Linked DNA regions of Ovis aries: all the other regions are linked to region 3. A link is a contact called in public Hi-C data. All regions are on one chromosome and are shown on one strand. The core of a region is the stretch at or near the end of the contact, and the rest is flanking DNA. Distances in the headings are between cores, read along the strand shown.

What was found. A called contact is a pair of places that touch in the nucleus more often than the background predicts.
Region 1: a Hi-C map of muscle shows a contact between it and region 3, with 5 times the contacts expected there. The contact joins the promoter of EGLN1 here to the promoter of TSNAX in region 3. A contact is called at or near these places in 5 of 16 Hi-C or Micro-C datasets (blood, hypothalamus, liver and 2 more).
Region 2: a contact with region 3 is called in a Hi-C map of muscle, with 2.4 times the contacts expected there. The contact joins the promoter of SPRTN here to the promoter of TSNAX in region 3. A contact is called at or near these places in 4 of 16 Hi-C or Micro-C datasets (blood, muscle, skin fibroblasts and 1 more).

What each region holds. Positions count from the first base shown.
Region 1 is chr25:3,540,223-3,543,564 of ARS-UI_Ramb_v3.0, reverse strand. EGLN1 (egl-9 family hypoxia inducible factor 1) reads left to right here and starts at 1,987. Exons shown (of 5, transcript XM_027962458.2): 1 at 1,987-3,281. The coding sequence starts at 2,376.
Region 2 is chr25:3,467,962-3,470,946 of ARS-UI_Ramb_v3.0, reverse strand. It overlaps SPRTN (SprT-like N-terminal domain), which reads right to left and starts at 1,298. Exons shown (of 6, transcript XM_042241159.2): 1 at 1,186-1,298; 2 at 724-1,007. The coding sequence starts at 1,245. EXOC8 (exocyst complex component 8) reads left to right here and starts at 1,386. Exons shown (of 1, transcript XM_012105596.4): 1 at 1,386-2,985. The coding sequence starts at 1,534.
Region 3 is chr25:3,700,661-3,703,876 of ARS-UI_Ramb_v3.0, reverse strand. It overlaps TSNAX (translin associated factor X), which reads right to left and starts at 1,524. Exons shown (of 5, transcript XM_042241164.1): 1 at 1,388-1,524; 2 at 847-951. The coding sequence starts at 1,403. LOC132658665 (a long non-coding RNA gene) reads left to right here and starts at 1,896. Exons shown (of 2, transcript XR_009598590.1): 1 at 1,896-2,001.

The DNA of each region.
Region 1 (3,342 bases), core at 738-3,237, 160 kb after region 3:
TCCTCTGTCCATGGGATTCTCCAGGCAAGAATACTGGAGTGGGTTAACATGCCCTCCTCCAGGGGATCTTTCCCACCTAGGGATCGAACCCAGGTCTCCCATGTTGCAGGCAGAGTCTTTACCATCTGAGCAATTCCTTTTTCTTTTTTCCCATCCCACCCTACCCAGATCTCTCTCTTAAGGCATTTACTCTGAACTCCAGGTTGTCATTATTTGCTTACATTTCTGCCTCCTGCATTGAACTATATACCTCCTGAGTGTATGTATTTCACTGGTGTGACACTGGACAGTCTGACAGTCAGCATGCTCCTGGTACACTGGCAGGTTCCTCTGTACATGGAATTCTCCAGGCAAGAACACAGAGTGGGTAGCCATTCCCTTCTCCAGGGGCTCCTCCTGACCCAGGGATGGAACCTGGGTACCACCTGAGCCACTAGGAAAGCCCAATATACTGTTAAACAGTCTAATTAGTAATATATGAAACAACGAAAATCTCTGGGGAAAGTTGGATATACATCTGAGATAGATCCAAGTCTTGATTTTTTACAGAGTTGGATTTTTAGTTTGGTTTGGAATTTGAAGCTGTGGACAAAATACTTATTTGAGTATTCCAAACATCAAGCTAATTGGAATTACTGTCCTCTTTCACCAGATTGGATCCCCAATATACTATTTACTTACATGGCAGAATTTAATGACAGTTTTAAGTTCTGTGTAGTTGATCCAGAGTTTTTGGATTCAAACCAGTTTTTCTAAAACTATTCTGTAAAGTGAATTATAATTCCTTATGGTCTTCTGCTTTTAACCTCACACATTTCAGCTCTCGTGTTGTTAATCTCAAGGACTGCTGAAGTTACCTGCAGTCTATTCCAGTGATACACAAGTCTAACAGCATTTCCCACGTTAGCATGTGCTCAGAAAAGACTATAAAAATCTAAATCACAGCACTTTTTCTTCTAAAAATAAATGGCAGGCAGAAAGAAACACCCTTGGCTTATTTCTGGTAAGGTTTTTATGTTCTAGAAAAGAAAGAATTGTATTCATCAGCATAGCACATATTTTAATAACAGATATTTTTAAGAAGTCGTAAATGTAGCAACGCTTATTTGCCACCCCTCCTGCCGCCGCCCCCACCCACGTTTCTGGAGTCGTTGCCGCAGTTTGAGCTTAAGTGCCTGAATGTGGACACTGAAGTGAGCATTGATTATAATTAACTAGGTAGCCAAACATTTTTTCATGCGGTTTTAAACTCGGCAAGATTTCACAGGGCTTAAAAATGGTTAAAAAAAAAAATCACACTTCAGTACCTTTAAATTTGGCTCAAAATGGGCACAGGGGCTTGGGTTGACACCACACAGGTTGACACCACACATTTTTGCTTTTAACCATTCCAGGCCTGCTTGAAATACACCTTGTTTTACACCTTGTTTACAATACACCAAGGAAAAAGGAGCCTTGGAATCTTACAGAATCTGATTCCTGGATTCAGTTTCTGTTCTGCGTGACCTTGGGCAAGTTTCTTTACTTCTCTGAATTTCCGTTTCCTCCGACCCAACACGACGATGGCAACAGCCACCTTGCAACCTAGTCTGGAGCGCGCCTGGAACACACCCAGTTGGTCCCACACAAACAGCAGCCATGTTAAGGCCGCCCAGCTCCGCGGCGACTCCGCGGCCGCGCTCTGCCCAGCAGGTGTAGGCACCGCGCGGGGCGCGGGCCCTGCGGCGGCGGCGCGGCCCCCACCCTTCCGCCGCTCGCGGGCCTGCCGCTCCGCGTCCCCAGCCCGCTTGGGGCGGGGTCGGCGGGGCCGGTGGGGGGCGCCGGAGGCGGCTCTGAGGCCCGGCTGGCCGAGTGCGGGAGCGCGGAGGCGGGCCCGGCGCCGCCCGGGCCCAGGCGCGAACGCGCGGCGGCGGCCCCTTCGGCCCTCCCCTCGCCCTGCCCCGCCCCCCGCCCGCCCGGGTCGGCGCGGGGCCGTGGTGTACGTGCAGAGCGCGCCGAGCGAGTGGCGCCCGCACGCCCTGCGCTGCTCCGCGGGCCGGGCCCGGCCGCCCGGAACGCTGAGGCGGCGGCGGGTCTCGCGCGCCGGGCCCGCGTGCCCGAGCGGTGGTCGCCGTCCGCCGCGCAGGCCGCGCTCCCTCAGCCCGCGGCGGCGATGAGGCGCTGAGGCGGCGGCCGGCGCTGCGCCGCGCGACCGAAGGACGAGGAAGCGGCCGGGCCGAGGGCGCGGGGCGCCGGTCTCCTGCGGCGAGGGGCGGCGGGCGCAGGGCGCAGTGACGGCCCCTGCCGCTCCGCCCGCTCCCCGGCCCCAGGCTAGGCCGTCCGGCCGCCACCCCTCCTGCTCGGCCGCCGCCTCCACTGCCGCCGCCGTCGCCGCCATGGCCAATGACAGCGGCGGGCCCGGCGGGCCGAGCCCGAGCGAGCGAGACCGGCAGTACTGCGAGCTGTGCGGGAAGATGGAGAACCTGCTGCGCTGTAGCCGCTGCCGCAGCTCCTTCTACTGCAGCAAGGAGCACCAGCGCCAGGACTGGAAGAAGCACAAGCTTGTGTGCCAGGTCGGCGAGACCGTTCCTGCCCCCGGAACGGGCCAACAGCAGCAGCCGGGCCCCGCGCCGCCGCCCCGGGCCGCCGGAGCCGGGGAGGCCAGGAAGGCGGCGCCGCGCCGGGATCGAGCCGTCGAGGCCGCGGGCCCGCGGGCCTCCGGAGACGCGGCCAAGGCGAAGGCGAAGGCCAAGCCCACGGCCGAGCCCGCGGCCGCCGCGTCCCCGCCCCGCGCGGCCCCGGGTGGTCAGGGTAGGGTAGCGGCGGCCGCCGAGGCGGAGCCCGCGAAGGAGGAGCCGCTGGCCGGCCGGTTGCTGTACGATGAGAAGGCGAACCTGTACCCGCCAAGTAACGCGCCGGGCGAGGGGCTGAGCCACGGCGGCGGCCTGCGGCCCAACGGGCAGACCAAGCCGCTGCCGGCACTGAAGCTGGCGCTGGAGTACATCGTGCCCTGCATGAACAAGCACGGCATCTGCGTGGTGGACGACTTCCTGGGCAAGGAGACCGGGCAGCAGATCGGCGACGAGGTGCGCGCCCTGCACGACACCGGCAAGTTCACGGACGGGCAGCTGGTCAGCCAGAAGAGCGACTCGTCCAAGGACATCCGAGGCGATAAGATCACCTGGATCGAGGGCAAGGAGCCCGGCTGCGAAACCATCGGGCTGCTTATGAACAACATGGACGACCTGATCCGTCACTGTAACGGGAAGCTGGGCAACTACAAAATCAATGGCCGGACGAAAGTAAGTGTGTGCTATGGGTGGGCGCGGGGCGAGGAACGCGGTTTGTGTGTGTAAAAGGGAT
Region 2 (2,985 bases), core at 49-2,548, 230 kb after region 3:
TCTCAAACCTGGAGTGTCAGAAAAGGATCCTTTTATAGGCATCCCTTTAGATCCCCTGGATCCAGAAATATGGGAACATAAGCCCCTTCCCTACTCAAGACTCCCGAGCTCACTGCTAAGTACACCACACAGTGTGTCCCTGGCACTCTCTCTTGGGGCAGATTCTGGCTGTTTCTCTCATCTGGGTCCTAAAGCACACTCATAAGACAAATCAGAAAAGCGTTAACTCGCTTTTTAGTAACTGTTAAGGGCTTTGGACTGTGCTGTGTGCTTAGTCGCTCAGTTGTGTCCGACTCTGAGACCCCACGGACTGTATGCAGCCCGCCAGGCTCCTCTGTCCATGGGATTCTCCAGGCAAGAATACTGGAATGGATTGCCATGCCCTCCTGCATGGGATCTTCCCGACCTAGGGATCAAACAGGGCTCCCAGGACTTAGGCGGATTCTTTAACGTCTGAGCCACCAAGGAAGCCCTTTCTAGTGAAGTGAGATTCAAAGAAACACACTTTTCTCTCACTGCGCCCCTTACAAGTCAAACCGTCGCGGGATGGGCCACGGGGCTTTCTTAAAGTCGTTTAAAGTGAGAAGGGAAGGGGCTGGAAGGAAGATAATCCCTGTGGGGCCGCCTGCCCCAAATCCAGAGCCCGTGCTAACGCCGCCAAAACCGCGAGGGGAGACAGAAGGGCCGCCGGTGGCCCCGTCCCCAGTAGGGCTCGGGACTCACAGCGTCATCCGCACGCTCCACTTCACCTCGACCGCCTCCAGTTGGCCCCAGAAGAAACGGTCGTTGAACAGAACAAACAGGGCCTGTAAGTCAGGGGTGGGGTCCACCAACTCCCAGGACGCGTCCACCAGCGACAGGGGCTCCTGGGCCGGTTCGCGCTCCGAGACCTGCAAGTTCCACTCCTCCTGAAGCTGTAGTGCCAAAACCAGGTCCTCATCCATAGCTGCCGAGGTCCAGAGCGGGTGACTCCACGTCCCGGGGGGTCTGAGGGCCCGGTCGCGCGCCTAGGAGATACCGGCTTTCTGGTCAGTTCGCCGATCTCGCGAGACTCAGGGAAAACGGGCTCGAGAACGAGAGCTTAGCTTGTCCCAAACGCCGAAGTCAACATTCTGGGCCTTAAAAAAAAGAACTAAGCGTGACACCACCTAGTGGGCTCAAAACTAGGGTGAAGGTTTCAGATACCTGGTTACCGTCTTCACGGGTCGCGAGTAACGTCAAACACCAACGACACACTCCGCCCATGCGTAGCACCTCTTAGTACCTACATCGCTCTGCCCCGCCCTCCACTCACTTCCGGAATAGCTTCTCCAGCGTCGGCGCCCGAGGCCCCTGAAGTTCCTGCGCAGGCGCATCGTCGGCACTCGGCCCCTTGCGCAGGCGCAGTGACTGAAGTTCAGACCCGGGCGCAGGCGTATTCGTCTCTCTTCCGTCCCTTCCTTAGCCCTGGAGTTTGTCCCGGCTGGGTGGGCCTCCACAGCGGCGGCGCCGGCCACGGCGGTAGTGACAGGGGCTGCGTGAGCCCGGGCGGCAATGGCGATGGCGATGTCAGACAGTGGGGCGAGCCGCCTGAGGCGGCAGCTCGAGTCGGGCGGCTTCGAGGCGCGGCTGTACGTGAAGCAGCTCTCACAGCAGTCGGACGGGGACCGGGACTTGCAGGAGCACCGGCAGCGCATCCAGGCGCTGGCGGAGGAGACGGCGCAGAACCTGAAGCGCAACGTCTACCAGAACTACCGGCAGTTCATAGAGACGGCCCGTGAGATCTCCTACCTGGAGAGCGAGATGTATCAGCTCAGCCACCTGCTGACGGAGCAGAAGAGCAGCTTGGAGAGCGTCCCGCTTACCCTGCTGCCGGCTGCCGCTGCCGCGGGCGCCGCCGCCGCCTCTGGAGGGGAGGAGGGAGGAGGTGGCGCGGGAGGCCGCGACCAGCTCCGGGGCCAGACCGGCTTTTTCCCCAGCCCCGGGGGCGCCTCCCGGGACGGTTCTGGGCCAGGCGAGGAAGGAAAGCAGCGAACCCTCACCACCCTGCTTGAGAAAGTGGAAGGCTGCAGGCACCTGCTGGAGACGCCGGGACAGTACCTAGTGTACAATGGTGACCTGGTGGAATACGAAGCGGATCACATGGCCCAGCTCCAGCGGGTGCACGGCTTTCTCATGAACGATTGTTTGCTGGTGGCCACCTGGCTGCCACAGCGGCGGGGAATGTATCGCTACAACGCCCTCTATCCCCTGGATGGTTTGGCTGTGGTCAATGTCAAGGACAACCCACCCATGAAGGACATGTTCAAGCTGTTAATGTTTCCCGAGAGCCGTATTTTTCAGGCAGAAAATGCAAAAATCAAACGGGAGTGGCTGGAAGTGCTGGAGGAAACCAAGAGGGCCCTCAGTGAAAAAAGACGCAGGGAACAGGAGGAGGCAGCGGCCCCTCGAGGGCCACCCCAGGTGACCCCCAAGGCCAGTAACCCGTTTGAGGACGAAGACGACGACGAACCAGCTGTTCCCGAGATAGAAGAAGAGAAGGTGGACCTCTCAATGGAATGGATCCAAGAATTGCCTGAAGACCTGGATGTCTGTATTGCCCAGAGGGACTTTGAAGGTGCCGTTGACCTCCTGGATAAATTGAACCATTACCTAGAAGACAAGCCCAGCCCACCTCCTGTAAAAGAACTAAGGGCGAGAGTGGATGAGCGTGTCCGCCAGCTCACCGAGGTACTAGTTTTTGAACTCTCCCCGGGTCGGTCCCTGAGAGGTGGCCCCAAGGCGACCCGCAGGGCAGTTTCTCAACTAATCCGGCTTGGCCAGTGCACGAAGGCTTGTGAGCTGTTTTTGAGAAACAGGGCGGCAGCTGTGCACGCTGCAATACGCCAGCTTCGCATTGAAGGGGCCACCTTACTCTACATTCATAAGTTGTGCCACGTCTTCTTTACCAGCCTTCTGGAGACGGCCAGGGAATTTGAGACCGACTTTGCAGGCACCGACAGTGGC
Region 3 (3,216 bases), core at 275-2,774:
AACTATAAAGAATAGGATGCTGGGGGAATTCTGTGCTGGTCCAGTGGCTAGGTCTCTGCAATTTCACTGCAGAGGAACATGGATTCAATCCCAGGTAGGGGAACTAAGATCTTGCCTCCCACACATAGTGTACAAAAAAAATAGGATGCTGGACAGAAGACAAGAGTTACATGAATTTTGTTTTATACTTTGTTTTGCAAAGAGGAATTTTCCCAAGTTAATATACTGAGAAAAGAGAATCTGGGACTAAATATACCCATATAATTTACATGCACTTGAGTACCCACTCTCTGCAAAAAGATATAGTGAAAACAAAAATACAGCATTTCCCTGCTGGTTCAGTGGTTGAGACTTCACCATTCAATGAAGAGGGTGTGAGGTCGATGCCTGGTCGGGGATCCCACATGCCTCATTGTCAAAAAATCAAAACATAAAATAGAAGCAGTTATTATAACAAATTCAACAAAAACTTTTAAAATGTTCCACATCAAAAAAAATCTTAAAAAAAAAATAAATAAATAAGTCTCCAAAAGCCTAGCGGAGAAAACAAAACCAATACACGTTTAAAATTATCCGTACATATATAGCTGATATGTATGCTTGTGTATCAGGTGCACGGTAATTTCCAGTTATGTGGCAGGTCTGATGTTAATTAATGTTTACCTGTGAAACTTAAAAGGGGGAAATAAAGTCAAGACTTTTGTAATCTCAATTTTCATGACAGACCGAGCACCACTGGAAAGCCTCCAGGAAAATACTGAGACTGAAGCATAACATAGTTAAGTGATCCTTTTTACAACCTCTTTCGTTCCTTCCCTTCACCAGTGTTCATGACATAGAACTTACATTTGAAGGCCAACATCACAGGTGAAGATGAATTAACATCCTTCCCTTCTCTTCTCTGGTTATGTGGGAAATTGTCATGCTTCCTTTTCCTGAACCCTCCTGATCCTTACATAGAGAAGGAAAAAAAGGTTGGACAGGGCTCTCCATCGCCAGGACTTGACAACACATAACAGAGGTAAACCCCTTTCTTCCTTAAAACCAGACCTCCCCTGGGCCGTCATCGCAGAGACTTTCTCAGCAAACCGACAAAAAGCAGCACTACCTTCCCCCACCACCTCCCAAACCTTAAGCTCATCCAAACCTCCCACAGTGGGTTCCCTGACCTGGAACAAGGTGGGGCAATTACCGAACTAAGATAAAACTGCCTCGAGGATTAAGGAAAAGAGCTAAATACGGCCAATGTGGCCGGGGAAATCACCAGGGCCGCCGCCCCCCGAGTCTGCGCGGGGAGAAAGCATCTTTCAAGGGTGGGAAGTGGAAAATGCGACAAAAAGGCTGGATTAAATAAATAAATCACGCCCAAAGCTTTTGAGGATGCCACCTTCTTTGCTGCTCATGTCGTCACGGCCTACGGCAAGAAGAGAGGAGACTAAGAGCCTCAGGGCGAGCAGGGTACGCGCGGCGGCGGCCGAAGAGCCCTCAGCGGCGCCCTGTACAGCCGGCCGACGTCAGCGCACTAGCCGGAAGCGCGCACCAGCAACCACTCAGGTTTCTCTCTCCGCCTGAACACACTTCCGGCCGCGTCCCCGCCCCGCCTCCGCTGGCTCTGCCCCGCGCGTGGCCGAGGACCTCGCGCCCGGGCGCTGTTGTCGCAGCTGCCCTCTGTTGTGCCTGAAAACAGAAGCGACCTTACACGCTTTTCCGTATTAGCTGTTCATAAAAAAGACGACCGCATCCCTCTGAGAGTGAGAACAGTGTGAAGGCTGGAGAGCGACGGAAGATGTATACTTTTTTTCTTTTTCTCAAGGCGCCTGTGGAACACCCTCGCGTGCGCCCCCCGCATGGGCCCCTGGCCCCCGCGCGGTGCATAGTGGGGGTTGTAGTTCGCCGCTGAAGGCGGCCCTGCGACGCCGGGGAACCTGCGGGTGAGAAAGGGAGCGTCCACGCGTCTCCTGTGCGATGGTTTTCTTGTTATCGAGACTGAACCTTACAGAGGTAGAAGTCTTTTCCGTTCCTGGCGGTGACGCCAGCAGCTAAAGTGATGAAAATATGCATATCAATCAGTGCAAGACAGTCCTGGTTATTTCTCCCCTGTGTGTCCCCCTCCCGCCTCCCCGTCTCCCCTTTTCCCTCCCTCTTCTTGTGTCCTCCGTTGTGCTCCTCTCCGGAATGCCTGCTTTCGCTGTGGCCCCCGTCGCTGAGTGACGGTGTGACCTTAAGGAAGTAATTCATCTCTAGCTCAATTTCTTCATCTGAGAAATAGGGTTAAATTTGGACCCACCTCGTAGGATTTTTTGACCATTAAATGTGTTACCACTAAGAAGCGCAGAAGAGTTTTTCACATAGTAAAGTCTCAGTTAAAGATTAGCTTTGATACCCTTCTCCCACCGTCGCTTTCCAAAAGGAACATGCGCTACAGCATTCTCTAGGGTAGAACTCAGGCTGAGGCTGGACGGCCTGGGGCTGGTTGGGAAGACACAAGTACTGTATTTTAGTACGTTTCCCCTAAATAACCTCTTTATTGTAGGCACTTTATATACACAGTCTTTCCTCCTTGTTTATTTAGTAACAAAGGAACAGTGATTGAAATGAAATAACTTGGCAGTGATTTCAAGCGCCTGACAGACCTGTATCATAGGAAGGTTTTCTATTCTAGCTAGTCTCTGGGTTCTCTTCAGCTCTGGAGCAAGACGCTTGGGAAACACCACCCATTTCGTCTCTGCAGCTTTGAACACATGTATCAATTAGCCAGATTCCTTGTGGATAAAGTAGGCTCCTGAAGACCTGGACTGAACTGCTTTGCTTATATACTGAACAGCTTTGCTGATGATGTTGGTCGTAAAATTCCGAGTTTGTGTGAAGTCTGATCCTACTGACCCTTATCTACCAGTGGTCTTCTACTTGACCATGACAAAAAAAGGAGAGAGAGAGAGAACTTTCATACAATTGTAATCGTTTTAACGTGACTCCTTCTACATGTGAGGAAGCCAGTTATTTACAACATTATTAGAGTCAGCGCTTACTTGAAGTATATAGTGGGAAAAGGGTATTTTTCCCCACTCCACTGGTATAGCAGTTCACAAGACCTCAACTTTCCAAAACCTGGATCCATCATAATGTCCTTTTCTTTCTCCAACCACCACTCCTGTTCATCTGTTCAAATACAACAGTGTTTCACTGAACTGCTTTTCACTTCTTTCTCATTAGAAA